Linked DNA regions of Ovis aries: all the other regions are linked to region 3. A link is a contact called in public Hi-C data. All regions are on one chromosome and are shown on one strand. The core of a region is the stretch at or near the end of the contact, and the rest is flanking DNA. Distances in the headings are between cores, read along the strand shown.

Region 1 (2,854 bases), core at 134-2,633, 180 kb after region 3:
TATGTGACAAGCATCACTATGCTTCCCTAGAAAATTTAAAATATCCTGCAGCTCCTCTGTGAATTCACTATGGTCCCTTGGGGGTGCCTTGGTACATAGTTTGGAAACCCGCCGGCCTAGTGAGAAATTACAGTTTTTCAAAGGTATTTGTCTCATTTGGGTTGTGCTGCGTCGTCATCACTGCCCACGGACCTTCTCAGCTGCGGAGAGCGGGGCTGTGGTGCTGTTTGTCGTGGCCCTCGGGCTCCTCTTGTTGCGGAGCATGGACTCTAGACCGTGAGGACTCAGTAGCTGTGGGGCACAGGCTTAGCTGCTCTGCAGCATGTGGAATCTCCCCAGACCAGGGGTCGAACCTATGTCTCCTACACTGGTAGGCAGACTCTTCTCCACTGTACCACCAGGGAGTCCAAGAAATTATAATTTTACATGAATGGCCGCATATCCATGGAAGGTATAATACAAGTTGCTTTGATTGACATGCCCATTTTATAGATAAAACATGGAGACTCAGAGACATTAGGCTGCAAGGGTGTGCGCTGAGCTTACCTTCCCCCACCCTCACTCAGCAGAGGACCGCAGGCCTCTGCGCGCGTCTCCGTGTCTCTGGATCGCCGACAGGCTCTTAACTGCTGGCCAGTCACGCCTTGTCCTGCCGGCCCCTCTGCCCAGGGTGGAGCTTGGGTCGTGTGGCCTCCTCTCTTTCCCTGGGCTGTGTGATCAGTGGTCACTTTTTCCACTGCAGGCTGTGCTCCCTGGAATGTAGCAGTGGCTGTGCTGACTGCAGGAGCCGGTACTTAGTCCTCTGCAGGCCCTGTTTGTAGGAGGGGACAAGTTGGGTCTGGGGAAGCAGGGTGAGCAGGTCAGCTCAGGTGTAAGCAGAGCAGCTGTACCCCACTGGTCTGTCCCCCTCCGCTCCCCAAGCCACCCCACTCAGAGGCTCTGTGGGAGGCACTGTAACCCACCAAACATCTCACTGAGTGAAAGATGTTTTCTGGAGCCCAGTCATCAGCTTGCCCCAGCCCAGCCCAGCCGCTTTTCCTCTGATGACCGAGGACCCCCACTTTGGGCTACTCCATCCCAGACAAGCCAGTGCAGTCTCTCTGGAAGCTCTCTGAGCCAGACACTTGCCACTCTTCTCTGTTCACCCGATTTCTCCCACCACTTAGCCCACAACTGGGAACTGGAGAGGAATGTTTAAACCTTTCAGTCACCACACCTCTGTTTACAGAGTGACCGAATTGAAACAGCCTGGCCAGCTCTGGCTCAGGAGGTGGGAATGGTCAAAAGTCGGCTGTCAGCCAGGCTCTCCGAGGGCTTGCTGGAGCCTTGCTCCACTTTGCCCTGGCTCTGGGCGCAAATGCAGTGGGGATGCGTGGGCTCTGCCTGGCCCAGCCCTGGCTGGTTTTGGCCCATGTCCAGGGTGTGCTCCTTGGCTGTGCATGCATCTTGAGAGCAGTTGAAATCCACACATCTGATTCCCTCCCACGGCCCCATTTAACATCTGAAGTTTGTCCTGCTCCTCAGATAGGTAGGGAGGTCAGGTCATTGAAGTAAGTGCCTGCTGCAGGTATTTGTTGTCCCGCCCTTTCTCCTCAAACTGATTGAATGCTTCCTCTATGGGGGTTGGTGGGTTTATAAGGCCACTGAGTCACATTCTGCCCTGGTACTGAAACACCCCAGTGTATACTGTCTGCCATTCAACTCCAGTGCAATGGTCAGGCCACATGCAAAGTACCTTCTCCCCTTTTTATCTTGTGTCATAGGTCTGGATCCTCTTTTGGCTTGGAGATATCTGTTTGCAATGCTCTTTGGTCTTATGTCTCACAAGCCAGGGGTACTGAGTCCACTCCAGGTTGCCGCTGAACACACAGCGGAGGTCTACACAGATGACTGAATACTGTACCTACACATGGGGCTCCCCCACAGTTACACCCAGAAGATGTCAGTGCAATTAAACACGCTGTCTTCACTGCCCTGGTTCATGTGTCCTTACAGACTGGAGATGCAGGCTAGGCTGTTCTTGCGAGATTTTCTACACCAGGGCTCAAACACACAATCTGTATGTAAAGGTGCATCTGTATTCCCCTCCCCCACCCTCATCCCTCCCTGCCCATCCTTGCTCCTTGCTAACTTCAGAGGAGCATCTTGATACAGGGATTGAGCAGCCCACGTTTGTTCACATGTGGTGTCTTAATCTGAAATGGGCTCTTTGTTTCTCTCCTGAGCCAGGCTAACACTCTCCCTCCCTCCTGGTTTTTGATGTTGGTGTTAAATTCTTCTTTCCTCCCTAATCTTGTTTTCCTGATAATATCCAAATTCCAGCAAAAGACAACAACTTTGGGCAAAACCAAAGGCTTTTGCTCCATCCAGGAACTTATTTTAGAGAGAATGACTTTCCCATCCAGTGTGAAGAGGGCTGTACCTCTGGTGAGTGGTAACCCCCCGGGGCTGGTTGTCTCTGAAGACTGGATGGCCCACACCTGGGGAGAAGGAGAAGAGTAGCGGATTCTGCTTTCTCCTAAAAGGCCCTTGGTCCGCTTCTGCAGATCTGCCTCTGTCCCGATCAGCATCTAGCAGCCCAGTGGTGTGGGGCAGCTCCTGGAGACCCAGAGCTCTTGTCTCCGTGCTCACACATATGTGGTCTCTGTCCTGTGTGTGCATGTGGGTGTGTACACATGCTTGTCACCATACTCACAGGTGAAATCTGAACACACATATGTGATCTCTATCCTGTGTGTGCACATGGGTGTGTATATACACACGCACACACTACCTGTCTATGCTTTTCTCATCTGACCGCACATAGGTAATGCCTGGATTTACGGCCTCTTCAATCGCAATACATACAACAGAC
Region 2 (2,998 bases), core at 325-2,824, 180 kb before region 3:
AATCTTCCAAGCAATGCATTCCAAACAGTTTTGAAAATATATAAAAATGCAACATCTTCTGACTGACATCAGGGAAGACAGAAAGTTACTAGCTGAGTTTCAAACAAAAACTTCATGGTTGGTGGATGGAAGTGACAAAAAGGGATACTTGCATTAGTAAGAGCAGCCAAAGATGTATTTCTTCCATTAGGATTTACATATCTTTGTGAGTTATCTTCTTCAGCTTATGACAGCCGTTAAATTGAAGTACAGAAATAACCTGAACGTTGAATCACATATTTTAATGTTTCATAAAGTATTACAGATTTTTAAAATCACTGAGACTTAAGTCAATCATATTGCTTTCACTAGATATTTTTAGTGAAAAGAACACGGATTTTTAAAAGATAATTAATATAGAAACTAACTTAGCTACTTTAAATGTTTGTTTCATCTTTATCCTTTTTACACTTTTAAAAGGCTTTACCTCATATACAACAGGACGTGTTTAAACTTACTAAGTATAGAGACTTTTTGTAATACAGAAGCGCAATAAAAAAAAAAAAAACGTTTGGAGAGCACACACAGTTTAGACAGGTAGCTGTGGGTGTTAGGAACGTATCAGAATTATATTATCTCAGAGTGCGAAAACATCGCTGTACCACGGAAGTCTTCAAGAAGGACATCCCACCAGGTTTTCATAAGGGAAGTTTGAGGAATGAGCAGGATTTAGAAAAATAACCATCGCAAAATTTGCTGCCTATAAAACAGTACAAATGCTTACTGCCAAAGGAGATTAACGTACTTTAAAAACATTTTTAAAAGAGGATCCTAGGTCCAAACTGCAGCCCCACTCTCTGAAGCTATCTCAGTCCCAGACTTGAACCTGTCCGAGGAGGAAGTTCCCCGAACTGGCCCAGCAGAGTGCAGCTCTGATGGAGGGGGGCTGGAGGGAAAGTGATACCTCTTTCTCGAGCTATGGACTTGTCCCCTCCCCAAGCAGGAGACCAGACTTGAGGTCCCTCGAGCCGGGCCCTCGGGAGGGTGGGGAAAGGGGGAAAGAAAACGCAGTCCTTTCTGGCTGGGACCGTGTCTGAGGGCGGAGGCCGGGAGGTAGTCCGTGATGCTTTCTCTTCCAGGCAGAGGCCGAGGTCTGTGAAGAGGGGAAGAGTTCAGGAGCTCCTCTAACAGGGAGGGCGAGCAGTGTTGGTAGCAGGGCCAGAGGTGAGGCTTTAGGGTCGAGTCTCTCCCCGGTGGGCGGAGAGTCCGAAGAGCCCTGAAAGGCATGGAGAACCTGAGGCCTGGTCCTTTCCCTGCCAGCAGAGGGAGTCCCGAGATGGACAGTCTGGAATCCCTCTCCGAAAAGCGTTTCCTTGGCCGCTCAACCAATTTTATACATCTCGAAGCCGAGTGAGAGCCGAGGTAATTAGCTGCGAACGACAGCTGTCTGGGTATCTTCGGCGCCAGGGGCCGGGATCGAAGCCCGACAGTCCGAATTCTCGCGAGAGCGGCCGCCGCCATTTTTCCATTGATTGCGGCCGGCGGGGGGAGGGGCCGACGACGAAGGCGACGGCGGCGGCGGCGGCGGAGCCTTGGGTCGGTGTCTGCGCGTTGGTGTCTGAGGCCCAGGTTGAGGCCTCCGCGATAGCCCGAGCGCCGGCGGTGGAGAGGATGACTTCCGCCGCCGTTTTTCTCCTGAGCTAGAGAGGCGCCGCCACCCTCCCCCTCCTCCGGCAGGGCGGAGAGGAGCGGCCGGGAGTCTGAGCGATGGTGCCCGGCGAGGAGAACCAACTGGTCCCGAAGGAGGTGAGGGGCCGGCGGAGGAGGCTAGGCCCGAGGCCTGCGGCCGCTGCGAGCAGCGCAGGCCGGGGGCGAGGGGCGGGCTGCGGGCCCAGCTCGTGGGCTGGCCCGGCCGTGGGGGAAGGAGGAGGTGTGTGGTGCGGGGTTGGGGGGTGGTGCATGGTGGGTGCGGCGAGCAGCTGGGAAACCGGGCTGGATCTCGGGGGTCGAGGGAGCGGAGACCTCTCCCCTTGGATTTGGGGTGCTGGACAATAAACGGAGTGGACTGGAAGGAATCTGGTCTTGCTCTAGGGGGAGAGGGTAGCTTAAGTATTTAATATATTGAGCCAAGGTGGAGAGGTAATTTCAAAGAAAAAAATTCTGCAACAGTGGCCGATGTGCACGACAGGGTGACGGTGCTGCTTCTGGTTTTGACAGTGGCATAGCTCTCAGGGCTTGTGAAATCTACGCCCAACTTGAGCTTTGTGCGAGGGCAGTTAACTGTTAGGACTTTTTTGAACTCCTGTTTCTTACTTGGTTGGTACTATGGGCCTGCCTAAATGAGGCCTGCCGAAGACCGTTGAAAAGTAGCAAATGTGACTTTCAAGTAAAGGTAAGAGGTAGCGAAGCATTACCATATGGAGAGTTGAACTACTTTTTGTAGTTGGGTTGTGTATGCCAGTTTGGGTGACTTATTACATTCTTAAAAGCAAGTGATATGAGAAGGCTTGACTTCTTGGCTTCTCTTGAATAGCAGGAGAAGATTAATGATAGAATCCAGCGCTGGCCAGTGAATTTCAATATATTAATAGTATCTCTGTTGGCTTTATAAATATCTTCAGGGTGTCCAAATGTGTATTTTTAACTGGCTGATCATCAGGCGAATGCTTTGGATTTTTATTTCTCGTATACCTCAAATAGATGCAAGTGTCGGTTGAAATTAGCTATATCGGATCTTGATAGTTGTGGGTGATCTTAAAATTTTTTAATTCTTTTTTTTTTTTTTGCCTTTTTTGGTTGCTTGTAGCTATTTGTTGCTACTTGAGCAAGCTCTGACACTGCAAAAGTATTATTGGAGTTGTGTATAAGTGATAGGAATATTTTCCCAACTTTATCAGATGATTGTTTTGCAAGGACAGTTTTTTAAAACTCAATTCTTATGTGTCAGTATTTATTCATCAAGCACCATCTGCACAGAAAATAATAAACAGATGAATTAATCAGAATTCTTGCCTTGGGA
Region 3 (2,828 bases), core at 232-2,731:
CGGCACTAACGATGCTGCTGACTCTCTAGCCCCCTGAGAAGGACTCCCGGGGCTCATCTGATGGCGTCCTGGGCTTAGGAATCTCTTGGGAAGAAACCTGCGGTGGAAGACTTCCCTGGTGGTCCAGTGGTTAAGACTTCACCTTCCAATGTAGGGGGCGCAGGTTTGATCCCTAGTTAGGGAACTAAGATTTCACATGCCACACACACACACACACACACACACACACACAAAGAAAGAAATCGGCTGTGGGCTCCTCAGGTTTTTGTCGCTAGACAGAGCCCCAGACTTCCCCCAGCACCTAGACAGAAGGACCCCCTTGGTGGAGATGACGGAGAAACTGTGTCAGGCTGAACTCTGAACAAGAGACCCCTCCCCCATAAGCCTCTGAGGCTCAGCCGTGTGCCTGACCCTCCACGAGGGCTGTTTCCCCCAGCTCCCTTGCTGAGGAACTCAAGACTCAGTGGGCTTCATTCAGCTGCACAGAACCGGAGAAGGGCTGCAGAGCCCCACCCACACCCTCCTGGGCAGCGGCTGTTCCCCAGGGCATGGCTGTCTCTACTCCTCTCTCCCTTCCTGTGCTCAGGGACTCAGACTGGTTAAGCCAGAGGTGATGGACATCATCAGTCAACTCCTCTCTGTGGAGGCAGCTGCTGCCAAGCGAGAAGAAGAAGGTTGCCCCAGGTCCCAGCACTGGTCAGCGGCAGAATGTCCTGTCTCCCAGCCTGGGCCTCTCTCCTCCCGCCACCCCTGCCCCATATCTAAACCATATAGCTTCTCCGCTGTACTTGCCAGCTGCTCCAGGGTCATGGGTAAAACCACTCAAACTCAGAAGCCCCTGCGTGATCTGGATCCTGCGGCTCCCTCAGCCTCACCCCAGCCCCCTTCCCTACACACAGACTCCACTTTCTGGCCACCCGGAGCCACTTCACTTTCCCCAGAGGGTCTCCCTCCTTCTCACCTCCAGGCCTGATGCCCAGGCAGCTCCCTCTGCCAAAAAGTCATTCCCTTCCCCTTCTCTGGGTGCAGCCAACCCTTCTCATCCTCAGAGACCAGTCCAGACATTGCCCTTCACCCTATTTCCGCAGCCACTGCATCACAGCCACTGCCAAGCTCGTGTCTGCTCTCTCCTGGTATATCCCCGGCCTGGGGCAGTTTAGCGATGAAGGTGTGAACGAGGTCCTGGGTTCCGGAAGGTACCCATTCCAAACTCACGTCATGCTTGAGCTGTCTCCCTTCCCCTTTCCTCACGTCATGCTTGAGCTGTCTCCCTTCCCCTTTCCCCGGCGCTGTGGTCTCGCCCTCCCTTCCACCCCAAGGTGCCCTTCCCCAGCAGGAAGGGAGTGGACCCTATTGCTGTCCCTCAGCCTGTGACCAGATGGGGCCTGCGAGGTCTCTGAGAGCCACCAATGGTCAGCAGAGGCCCGGCCTCGCTTCCTCCCGGCCCACAGACACTCTGCAATCTGCCCAGGAGATGGCGCCAAAGTGCTGCCTGATAGGTTTCTGGGTCCCTGGGCTCCCCTTCACTGGGCCAGAGCCTGTCTCGGGTTCTGTGGCGGTGCCCAGGGTGCTGCTCCCTAATGACCATGGGGCTGCAGGCTCCTTGACCATGAGGGCCAGGAAGGCTCACTGCCACCCCGTGCTCAGTGAGGCTGGGCTCTGAGCCACCCTTTGCGCGGTAGCCTCACCCCGGAGCCTGGCACCAACTGTGGGGCACGGAGGGGTCAGAGACCATGTGAAGACTGATAAGGTCCCGTGCGTGTCCTACGCCAGGTTTCTCATCACAGTGACTTTGGTGTCCTAGGCTTGGAGGCTAGAGCTGACCGGGAACTCCTCATTATGAAGAGCCGTTGTGCCTGGAATGGGTTCCGCGTTCACTGAAAACATTGACCCTCAGGGTCATAACTCTTGGGGCGGCTGGGTGGGACCAGGAGGGCAGGACTCCTTGAGCCAGTTGTCCCCAGTAACAAGCACCTCACCCACTGTAGAATTATTATTATTTTCTGCCTTTACTTGGTGTGAACATGGTTGGGAAGCAGTGATCCAGAGACACACTGTCCAATATGCTAGCCACTAGCCACAGCCACTGCTTACAATTCAGTCAGTTAAAACTAAGTAAGATTTAAAATCCAGTCCCATAGTCACACTAGCCACTTTTCAGGTCCTCAGTGGCCGCACGCGGCTGGTGTCTATCCTATTAGACAGCACAGAAACGAGCATTTCTCTCCTTGTAGAAAGTCCTGCATGCACGCTCAGTCACTTCAGGCGCGTCTGACTCTTCGGGATGCCATGGACTGTAGCCCAACTGGCTGCTCTGTCCATGGGATTGTCCAGGCAAGAATACTGGAGTAGGTTGCCATGCCCCTCTCCAGGGGATCTTCCCAACCCAAGGATTGAATTTGGGTCTCCTGCATTGCAGGCAGATTCTTTACCACTGAGCCACCAGGTAAGATCAATAGAAAGTTCTACTGGACAGCATTAATCTAGTGCTTGCTTTGGACTCTTTTCTACATAGGATGTTCTTTAGAATTTCAAAAAGTTCTCGACTTCTTAGTACGCTGCCTTCCACTGCTATGGTTGCTGCAAGGCAACTGAGAAATGGAGTCAGACCAACCTAGGGTTAAATCCTGACTCTGGCATTTGCTTGTCTTGTGGCCTTGGAGAAGTCATGTGTCCTTCCTTATCCTCTGTTTTCTCGTCGATGAGATGGAGATAGTATTACCCAATTCCCACGGTTATTGGAGGATTAAATGAGGTAGGGCTGGTGAGTCACTGGGCGCAGTGCCCGACACACAGTTTTATGGCTTGACCACCCCAACCCCAACTTC

The links. A called contact is a pair of places that touch in the nucleus more often than the background predicts.
Region 1: a contact with region 3 is called in a Hi-C map of liver, with 5 times the contacts expected there. The contact joins two enhancer-like sites. A contact is called at or near these places in 10 of 16 Hi-C or Micro-C datasets (blood, hypothalamus, liver and 4 more).
Region 2: a contact with region 3 is called in a Hi-C map of liver, with 2.4 times the contacts expected there. The contact joins the promoter of USP47 here to the enhancer-like site in region 3. A contact is called at or near these places in 2 of 16 Hi-C or Micro-C datasets (hypothalamus and liver).

The regions. Positions count from the first base shown.
Region 1 is chr15:40,243,405-40,246,258 of ARS-UI_Ramb_v3.0, reverse strand. All of the region lies in intron 15 of MICAL2 (microtubule associated monooxygenase, calponin and LIM domain containing 2), which reads left to right. Among named protein-coding and RNA genes, the nearest start is that of TRNAV-CAC, 110 kb to the left of the region's middle. Within about 2 kb of position 1,383, at least 17 of the 54 cell types and tissues checked have an H3K27ac peak or open chromatin away from gene starts, as enhancers often do. A contact at or near this core is called in liver, where this site is marked.
Region 2 is chr15:40,603,824-40,606,821 of ARS-UI_Ramb_v3.0, reverse strand. USP47 (ubiquitin specific peptidase 47) reads left to right here and starts at 1,574. Exons shown (of 27, transcript XM_060399347.1): 1 at 1,574-1,785. The coding sequence starts at 1,747.
Region 3 is chr15:40,421,029-40,423,856 of ARS-UI_Ramb_v3.0, reverse strand. No RefSeq gene overlaps it. Among named protein-coding and RNA genes, the nearest start is that of DKK3, 23 kb to the left of the region's middle. Within about 2 kb of position 1,481, at least 9 of the 54 cell types and tissues checked have an H3K27ac peak or open chromatin away from gene starts, as enhancers often do. A contact at or near this core is called in hypothalamus and liver, where this site is marked.